Linked DNA regions of Mus musculus: region 1 is linked to region 2. The links are chromatin contacts, called in public Hi-C maps. All regions are on one chromosome and are shown on one strand. Each heading gives the region's core, a stretch centred on a gene start, on an enhancer-like site or on the middle of the called end of the contact. The rest is flanking DNA. Distances are from core to core; before and after follow the strand shown. Region 1 has its middle 17 kb from the start of Gm52173. Region 2 holds the start of Mroh5 (maestro heat-like repeat family member 5).

What was found. Hi-C and Micro-C count contacts between places; a contact is called where the count stands out from the background.
Region 1: a contact with region 2 is called in a Hi-C map of cerebral cortex, with 2.1 times the contacts expected there. The contact joins the enhancer-like site here to the promoter of Mroh5 in region 2. A contact is called at or near these places in 3 of 39 promoter capture datasets (the HPC-7 cell line, epiblast stem cells and hippocampal neurons), 1 of 15 datasets of contacts at CTCF or cohesin (stem cell-derived epiblast-like cells), 6 of 484 Hi-C or Micro-C datasets (LSK cells, cerebral cortex, cortical neurons and 2 more), 2 of 115 datasets of contacts at active chromatin or transcription factors (embryonic stem cells and neural progenitor cells) and 3 of 9 other capture datasets (adipose tissue, liver and pancreatic islet).

What each region holds. Positions count from the first base shown.
Region 1 is chr15:73,884,903-73,889,451 of GRCm38.p6, forward strand. No RefSeq gene overlaps it. Among named protein-coding and RNA genes, the nearest start is that of Gm52173, 17 kb to the right of the region's middle. Within about 2 kb of position 2,874, at least 35 of the 459 cell types and tissues checked have an H3K27ac peak or open chromatin away from gene starts, as enhancers often do. A contact at or near this core is called in cerebral cortex, cortical neurons, forebrain and 1 more, where this site is marked.
Region 2 is chr15:73,837,209-73,841,359 of GRCm38.p6, forward strand. It overlaps Mroh5 (maestro heat-like repeat family member 5), which reads right to left and starts at 2,463. Exons shown (of 11, transcript NM_001368162.1): 1 at 2,360-2,463. It overlaps Gm6569 (predicted gene 6569), which reads left to right. Exons shown (of 4, transcript NM_001374241.1): 4 at 2,221-2,700. The coding sequence ends at 2,681.

The DNA of each region.
Region 1 (4,549 bases), core at 1,624-4,123, 48 kb after region 2:
GACACTGATTGAGATCTTCACGGATTTCTGGGTCTGGTTTCTGGAAATTTCCAGAGATGCTTTGGCGTCTTGTGGGGGTGGGGCAGGAGGTGGGAATAGGAGAAGGCTGGGGCGCAGAAGCCTTGTGGCTATGGAGCCTGCACTGCTCATAAATTTTAATCAGCTGAGAACGTGTTTTTAGTATTAAGCTTTACTAACCGTTTAATACCCCAGGACATACTGTCAGCATGGGAGCAGTTGTCCGTTAGCTATCCCCTCGGCCATGTCTGGCTTGAGGCTGGTCAGGACCCCTCAGGACCATCCTAAGCTCAGGGTGGGATGGCAGAAGTGGGCTGAGCTCTGACCTAAATCTGAATGGGTTAAATCACTCTGAGTTCCCACTGACCTGAGCAAGGAAAGAGAGATGAGGCTCCAGAGAGTCCCTACCAGATGTGGTGATCAAAGCCAGTAGCTTCAGGGCGGAAGACCACAGAGCATACTGGGCATGCTGCTCCCCCACCAGTGACTCATCTCAGCCTCCCAGGAGCCGTGCCTTCTCTCATTTACAGATGGGGAAACTGAGGCCCCATGAACTTACTTAGTGACTGCCAGTCACATAATTGTAAGCACCAGAGACTAGGTACTCAGTAGGACACATAAACATAGTAGGTGGTCATTAGGCTCTCCTTCCTTTTTAATTACTAGCTCCCAGTCCCCTGCCTTAGCTGTTTCTGGTGACTTTGTTCCTCTGTGGACCAGGGCACTTCTACTGTAAACACAATTGCTAGGGTCAGAGCTCAGCCATGACCAGGGAACTTGAAGCTCTAGGATGAGAATTCATGTCTCTTGCTGCCGTTAGAAGGCTGGAGCAGTAGGTTCTACACGTTGGAGCTGGCCAGGCTCAAGGAAGTAGAACATCCCAGGTCCCACCCCCTCATCTCTACACATAGCCTCTATCTCTGCATGCCAGGACTCACAGAAAGCAGGAAATAGGGGACACACCCTATCCTGTATGGAGAGGGTTGTAGCCCAGAGGGGGAATGTATGTGATGGGGGATGTGTCTCATTCATAGGAGCCTAGAGGGCAGGCTGTATGTGGAGACAACCTGATAGTGGAGTATTGAGAACTTTGTTGGGAATGGAAGTCTATGTAGGTCATAGCGAACAGCCTATGTAACCATAGTGACGTGCCAACCAGTGCTACAGGCTGAACTAACCCAGGCAGGGGACATGCCAGAGGAAGGAGGTATCATCCATTGGAGGGCCTTGAAGTGGCCTTGAAGGATAGGAAACCTGGAAGTGTTGGCTCTGCTGCTTTTTTGATCATGACCCTTGTGTCCCAGCTCCACTAGCCTCTCTCTTCCCCAGATGACAACCATGTTGTTTTCAAGGTCATGCCTTTGTATCTAGGCATAAGGTGACAGTGGTACAGTAGTCCCAGAAGCCTCCTGGGTCTGTCCTTGTCTCCTAGATCCTGAACTCTCCTTCCAAAGCCTCAGTTCAGCTCATGGGCTCAGATTTGGGTCTGACTACGGGAGGTGCCTGCATCACAGGGACCCGGGTAGCATGCCTGTCTAGCTATACAGTGTGCATCTGTTGGTATAGCAGGTGGTGTCAGTGAGGCTCCATGTGTTCACGGCACTGGTACCTAGGCCCAGCTAACCTTTTACCCAGCTGTCCTGTCTATGGGGGATATCCCCATGGACTTCATGGTCGAAAATAGTGACTCAACAGGATCATAGGACTAAATGAAAATGCTGGCCTAGCTGAACAGTGTCATGGGGGACTTGAACCTGTGTCACTGACAGCAGATGTCACATTGTTTTGGGACAGTGCTAAAGTTCTCATGCTGGGGGTACTGTAGACTCTTACATGGGATCTAGAACTTCACAGGCCTTGGCCTAAGATTTCCTATATCAAGTTTCTGGCCAGTCTGCAACAGCTTGAGGCCTGTCAGCTAAGTTCTACGGGGCCTATGTCAAGCCATACAAGTCTGTTTTTCCAGCCACAGGCAGCCGTTCCCTTGGGCTTCATCTCTGCTCCTGCCAGTGTTGACCCTGAGTGCCTGCAGGAGCTGAGCTTCCCTTGGAGGAGAGCAGTGGTTCTGGGCTCCCTCCAGGAGGCAGCCCCACGAGAGGAGACTGGCTCATGCTGGCTTCCAAACCCGACACACTTGCCCGGAGTTGTGGGTGGCAGATGGAAGCTGACAAGCTGAATAAATTAGGGTGCGATTACTTTTTAGCAGACGTCATCTGAAACAGCTTGAGGCCCGTTAGTTAAGCACGCCAGGCTGCATGTGCAGAAGGGAGCGTAGCCAGTTCTCTTCATCCGCAGAAGGTTCTCGATGGTGCTGCGGGGTTCAGCCTGCAGGCCTAGGCCTTCCCATTTCTGGGGACCATGGCACGGAGCCTGAAGTGTACTGTCCACACTCTGTTTTCTGTGGGAACCCTGGGCAGGGAGTGTCCCTTGCTCACAGCAGTTGTCTGGCAGGCTCAGCCCGCTGTGATGATGGTTTGGTTACTCCGGAATTCTGAGAGCCAGAGCTTGTCTGATCATTCAGGAGTTATTTATGAGAGCTTAGTGAGCCAGAGGCAATGGTGGGTCTGGATTTAGCAGTGCACTAGAGCCAGAAATCTGTACCTTCCGCCGCATCCAAGCTAAGTGTGATTCAGACCTCAGGTGACAGGGTCAGTTGCGTGCTTCCCAGGTGCTCTCCTGAAGAAGACACTGCAAGTATGAACATGCTGGTGCCCGCTCTCTGGGTGAGTATGAGGGCACTGGTTTGTAGACCCAGAAGCCGGACATGGGAAGGGCACGTGGCTCACCTAGGAGTACTCAGGGTAGGCATTTGCATCATGGTGATTCAGCTCCAGCTCCCTGATCCCCAGCCTAGGTGTGGGAAGCCGGTAAGACAGAACAAGCCTTTGGCCCTTGGAGCAATGAACACCGGATAGGCAGAGCCCAGTGACAGGCTGCAGCGGGCCTGGTTTGCACTGGCTTGTGGCTGCCAGGGTGATCATTTTGGAGGTGGTGGCCTCTGAGTTGAGGAAGCATGAGGTTAGCTGCAGCAGAAGAGTAAGGGGCAGGTAGTATAAGGAGGAGGTGTGGAGGAGCAAGAACCTGTCCAGTAAGAAGAAGGGCAAAGGGGTCCCTAAACTCCAATCAACCATGGCAACATTGCCTGGATTCTTGGTGGACAAAATACCAGCCAGCTTCAGAACTTCCAAATATCTCACTACCCTGACCTCCACCAGGTCTGACTGCCCCTATTCCCACAACTTTCCCGTGCCTCTGTGGAAATCACATCTCTTCCTGTCCTTGTTCCCTGATCACCAGACCCACAGTCACCTCCTCCAGCAGCCTAAGGGATGGTTCAAGGGCACAGTTGGCGTGTCTTTCCTGGAAAGCTTTCTTTCCCTGGAAGGGTCCTTTCAAAACTACACTGTTGGGGGCTGGAGAGATGGCTCTGTGGTTAAAAGCACTGGCTGTTCTTCCAGAGGTCCTGAGTTCAATTCCCAGCAACCACACGGTGGCTCACTACCATTTATAATGGGATCTGATGCCCTCTTCTGGTGTGTGTCTGAAGACAGCGACATGTATTCTTATACCTTTAAAAACAAAACAAAACAAAACAAAACAAAACAAAAACAAACAAATTCAACTCTACTGTCACTGAGGCGGTGGGAGTGGGGATTAATCCTTTTGAAGTTCCAAGGGACAAAATACCCTTGAGTAGACTGGTTGGCTCAATACAGGATCCATCATGACCCTTGGACAATGGAGCCACTGTTTTTTAAGAGCCCACCGTGCACCCAGTGTTTCTCCGGACACTTCTTACGTGCCTCGCAAAGCAGCTCCCATTGTCCTCCTCTGTCTCCAAGGAAGTGAGCTCAGAAAGTCAAGCAGCGAGAAAGTAGAGAAAATGCAGGTTTTGAACCCAGGCACCTCCTCTGGGCCTACCCATCACCTCTGTTCATCTCCTGTGATGGAGACTAGCAGAAAGTCCGGCTAAGCTGGGTAGGTGAGTTTCAGTGTCTGGACCCTGGCAGAAAGGTCTGGGCTGAAGTTGAGAATCCTGTAGGTACAGCCAACACATCAACCCCCAAATCCTCAATGGCAGTAGGCGGGAAGGACATGCCACTGACGTTGGGTAATCTGCAGAACCCTATACTGTCTCAAGGACAAGGACCAGAGAACAAGAAATGAACAATTCTGGGATCCAGCTGGGTCCTCAGGCCAGGCCTCAGCATCACCTGCATGGTGTGACCACATTGCTTGCCTCTCCTCCCTTGGTGGGGCAGCATGCGCTGGCGAAGGCTTGTGAGAACCATAATGGGTTGCTGGAGAGTCACAATTATTTGAACTTATAAGGAAGGGAAGATGGGGGCCATCAGTGCTGGGAGCACCTCCACCTTCCCAGAGGCCTCCACAGATCCATGTAGGTCAGGTGTGAAGGAAGTCCATGAGGTCCTGATGCAGGGTGAGTTTGGCTCCTCAGAGGCACAGTACACAGAGGGTGTTAAGAGGTCTTGTTGAATCTTCTAGCTTTGCCAATATCTAGGAAGAGGCA
Region 2 (4,151 bases), core at 1,213-3,712:
GAGGCGGGAGGCTCTCTGTCCTCTCTCTCAACCTCACTTCCCTTGTAGCGACTGCCTGATTTCTCTGCTCCACATTTATAACAAATCCTTGCCGCCTCTAAATCTCTCTCTCTCTCCCATTTGCTCTTGAACCTGCTCTAATCGGGCTTAATTTCTGTACTTCCCTGAAGCAACTCAGGTCAAGGTCACCGATGTCCTTCACCACGCTAAGTCTGAGGCCAGCTCTCAGGCCTCATTTGATGTGACCCACGGGCAGCACGTGACTCAGCCTGATCTGCTTCCAGAATCTCCCACACTGCTCCTACATCACTGTCTTCTCTTTGGTCCCCTCACTGGCTTCTCCTCTCTCTGACCTGGCAAGGACAGATGGCCCCAGGCTTGGTCCAGGATCTCTTCTCCTTCCCTCCTCTCCCCTCCCCTCCTCTCCCCTGACTTCTCCTCCCCCTCCCTCCTCCCTTCCTCCTTCCCTCCCTCCTCTCCTCCTTCCCTCCCCCTCTCTCCTTCCTCTCTTCCTTCTTCCCTCCCTCCTCTCTTCCTTTCCATCCCACCCCTTCCCTCCCTTTCCCTCTTCCCTCCCTTCTCCCCTCCCTCCTCCCCTCCCTCCCCAGGTGATTTCATCCACTCTTTTGGCTCTAAATGCCATTTCCCCAGGTCTGTCTCCAGCCAGCTATGTTCTCCATGGGTCTATCTGAAGGCTTCAACCCAACCCATCCCAAATCAAACTCTCCACCCTCTGACCTCAGTTGCTTCTCTTTCATCTTTGCCCTTCTCTAGCAAGTGGTGGCCAGAGGTTTCCCTCCTCCACAGCGCTCCCACTCCACGTCTCCACACTAACTAGCTTTAAGACATCTTCAGACAGCAGGGCTCTTCTCACTGCTGTCCTGGCGACAGCGGCTTCACCCAGACCAGAGGCAGCTACCACTGCCCTCTGTACTGTACCTCTGTAACTATACTCACCTGGAACAATGGCAGGCTGATAAAACCATCCTGCCCATGCCCAGGGCTGTCACTGTCCCCTCTCCCACGACCCACTGCAGCCCTCTCTCCTCCAAAACTTGTCTCTACCAGCACCTCAGAGGAATTCCCACAGCCCCTTCTGTGGCTTCACCCGATCCTGGTACTGAGGAGTAAGACAGAGACTTCGAAGGCAGCCAGGGAGACAGGATAGGCTGCAGGGATTGGGGCAGGGTTCACTGGTCCTCTGAGCTGTAGATTGAGGGTGTGACCCTTGCAGGTCCTGCCTGTGCATCTCAAACCATCTGCAGGTCTGGCTCTCCCCACTGGGCTAGGTGGGTCACCTCCAGTTCATCTCTCCTCCTGGCATAACACCCCTCATCCTGCTCAAGGTTCTGACTCAAGAAGGCATTTGTTTATCTACGGAGGTGGAAGAACAGGCTTTGCTGTCTGGCTCATGGCTACAGGCAGTACCTAGTCCAGAGCCTGATTGCACACAGCAGGTGCTCAGTAAGTGCACTAAGTAAGAATAGTAACAGAGGCCCCTCGGCATGGGTGCGGCACTGTGGGGGTTTATTGCAGCCCTACAGCATGGTTTTCCTATCCTTAGACCTTTGCCTGTAGCAAATATGGAATGTTGACCCCAATTGCATTGTGGGAGCCCACATATTTTCTAGCCTGAAACTGGGACTGGTCCCCATCCAGGGGACCAGCATCTGCTGCCATGCCAAGTCCCTGCACCCCGTATCTCCCCGTGAGAGCTCCACTCTCCTTACCCTTGCTTCCTCCTCATGGGAACCAAGCTGAAGACCCCAGGCCAGGCCCACAGTCTGCATATTCACAGTAGTCAGCTTGGATTTTGTTGATCCTCCTGCCCTAACGGCTGCTTGCCGCCACCTGCTGGGTGAATCCTACTATCTGAGCCTCCTGGCTAACTCGCTTCCTCCCCATCTTGAACTTTCTGCCCAGCAGCCTGACTTTTTCATACTCTCGGGACCTTGCAGGCCTTCACAGCCTGCTGATGCTGTTCCTCAGGACAGTGGACAACTTCCCCTTTGCAGGGAGAGGTGACAGGAGGTAGGAGAGAGGTCAGGGATGGAGGCAGGTCCCCCTTAGGTGTTGAGAAGGGGCTCATTTCTCACTCCCCAGTGGTCCCCACCTGTTTCTTCTGGCCCAGTGGCCTCTCCTTCCATGACCCCAGCCTCCCCGCGCCGGGGACAAGCGTGTCCCCCCCCCAGCCCCCGCTGACTGTCGCGCCCGCCGCAGGACCGGCTGCACCCCCCGCACCGCGCTTCCCCGACATCTACGGCGGCGACGCGCAGCTTTGGGAGGCGCATTTCCGCGGCATCGGGCGCGCCTACCGCGCTTTGGGCAAAGAGGACGACTTCGCTATCCGCGTGCTCACCGAGGACTTCACGCTGCCTTTCCCGTTCGCCTGGCCGCCAGGCCCGGACCCGGCCACCGGGCCGCTCTTCTACGACCCGCGGGACCGCGCGGGCTTCGACTTCCTGCTGCGCGGCCCCGGCGCGCCTCCCCCAGCGCTGCTGCGACCCCTGCACGCCACGGCGCAGGCGGCCGAGCGCAAGCGGCGCCTGGAGCGCCTGGCGCTGAGCTACGCCGGCGCTGGCAGGCCACCCGGCTTGGTGCTGCTGGCGCCCGCCGCCGCCGCCTTCCCTCCCGAAGCTGGCCGTCCTGCTTGGCGCGCCCTTCCCCGTGACAGTGAATAAAGCCTCTGCTTCTCCCGTTCCCGCGTCTGGCCTCGCCCTGTACCGTGAACCAGGGAAGCCGGGGAGGGGACGCGGGACACGATGCCTGCACCTTCTCAACCGCCTAGTGAGTCTGAGAGTCAGGTGGAAAAGGTGACTCCGGCAGGCTGTGAGGATGAGATGATCCTGGGGAAGGTGGGAGGTCAGGACTTCATCCCCCAGTTGTCATTCTTGCTCAGCTCTAGGATGGGAAGTTACACGATCTCATCTGGTGTGGACTGCTTGGCCTCCAAGGAGTAGCTGGATGCTGGCTGTCCTTGTGTCTCACTCCAAGGGCCACCGCGTCTCAGGTTTCTATGACAGTCGCTAGGGATGCACAAGGGTAGAGTGTAAGCATGGAAAATATGAGAGAGGCAGTGTCAGGAAGGAGTTCTGACAGTCTCCAGCCTGCCTTCTTCTCTGTCCCCTCCCAGAAGGATCCTGTCTACTCCCTTGAAAATCCGAGAGGATTTCCTGGAATATGGCACATGTGACCTGGGCTTCCAGCTTGTCCCTATCTAGGTCGAAAATTTTAGGCAGAAGTCTGTGTGGGCAGCAAGGAAGGACTGCCTAGCCCTGGTGACATCTCTACATCGTGTGATATCAAGCAGTAAGGCTGAGTGGCCTTTAGTGAAAGGGCCAGGCTCCATCCTGATTTGGGGGGTGGGGGACCTTTGGGTTCCTGGTGTAGAGGAGCCTGTGGGCTGGAGGCCCGTTTCCACACAAGAGCATCTGGACTTGAGATTTTGCTTCTGTTTTTGTTTGTTTCTTCTAATACAGGAGTTATTTATAATTTCCCAGTGCTGGGAGGAAAAAAAAATTCCAAGTCTTGGCAGAACAACTTAGATGGAATGTTCACTTTAGGGGATGTGGTGGAGAAGCAGGGACAGGAGAGGGAAGAAAGAGGGGGAAGAGGAGAAGGAGCAGGAGGAGGAGGGAGAGGAGGAGGAGGAGCAGGAGGAGCAGGAAGAGAAGAAGGAGGAGCAGGAGGAGCAGGAGCAGCAGGAGGAGCAGGAGGAGCAGGAGCAGGAGGAGGAGCAGGAGGAGGAGCAGGAGCAGGAGGAGGAGCAGGAGGAGGAGCAGGAGGAGCAGGAGCAGGAGCAGGAGGAAGAGGAGGAGCAGGAGCAGGAGCAGGAGGAGCAGGAGGAGCAGGAGCAGGAGGAGCAGCAGGAGCAGAGCAGGAGCAGGAGCAGGAGCAGGAGCAGGAGCAGCAGCAGGAGCAGCAGCAGGAGCAGGAGCAGGAGGAGCAGGAGGAGGAGCAGGAGGAGGAGCAGGAGGAGGAGCAGGAGGAGGAGCAGGAGCAGGAGGAGCAGGAGGAGCAGGAGGAGCAGGAGCAGCAGGAGCAGCAGGAGCAGCAGCAGGAGCAGCAGCAGGAGCAGCAGCAGGAGCAGCAGCAGGAGCAGCAGCAGGAGCAGGAGCAGGAGCAGGAGCAGGAGCAGGAGCAGGAGCAGG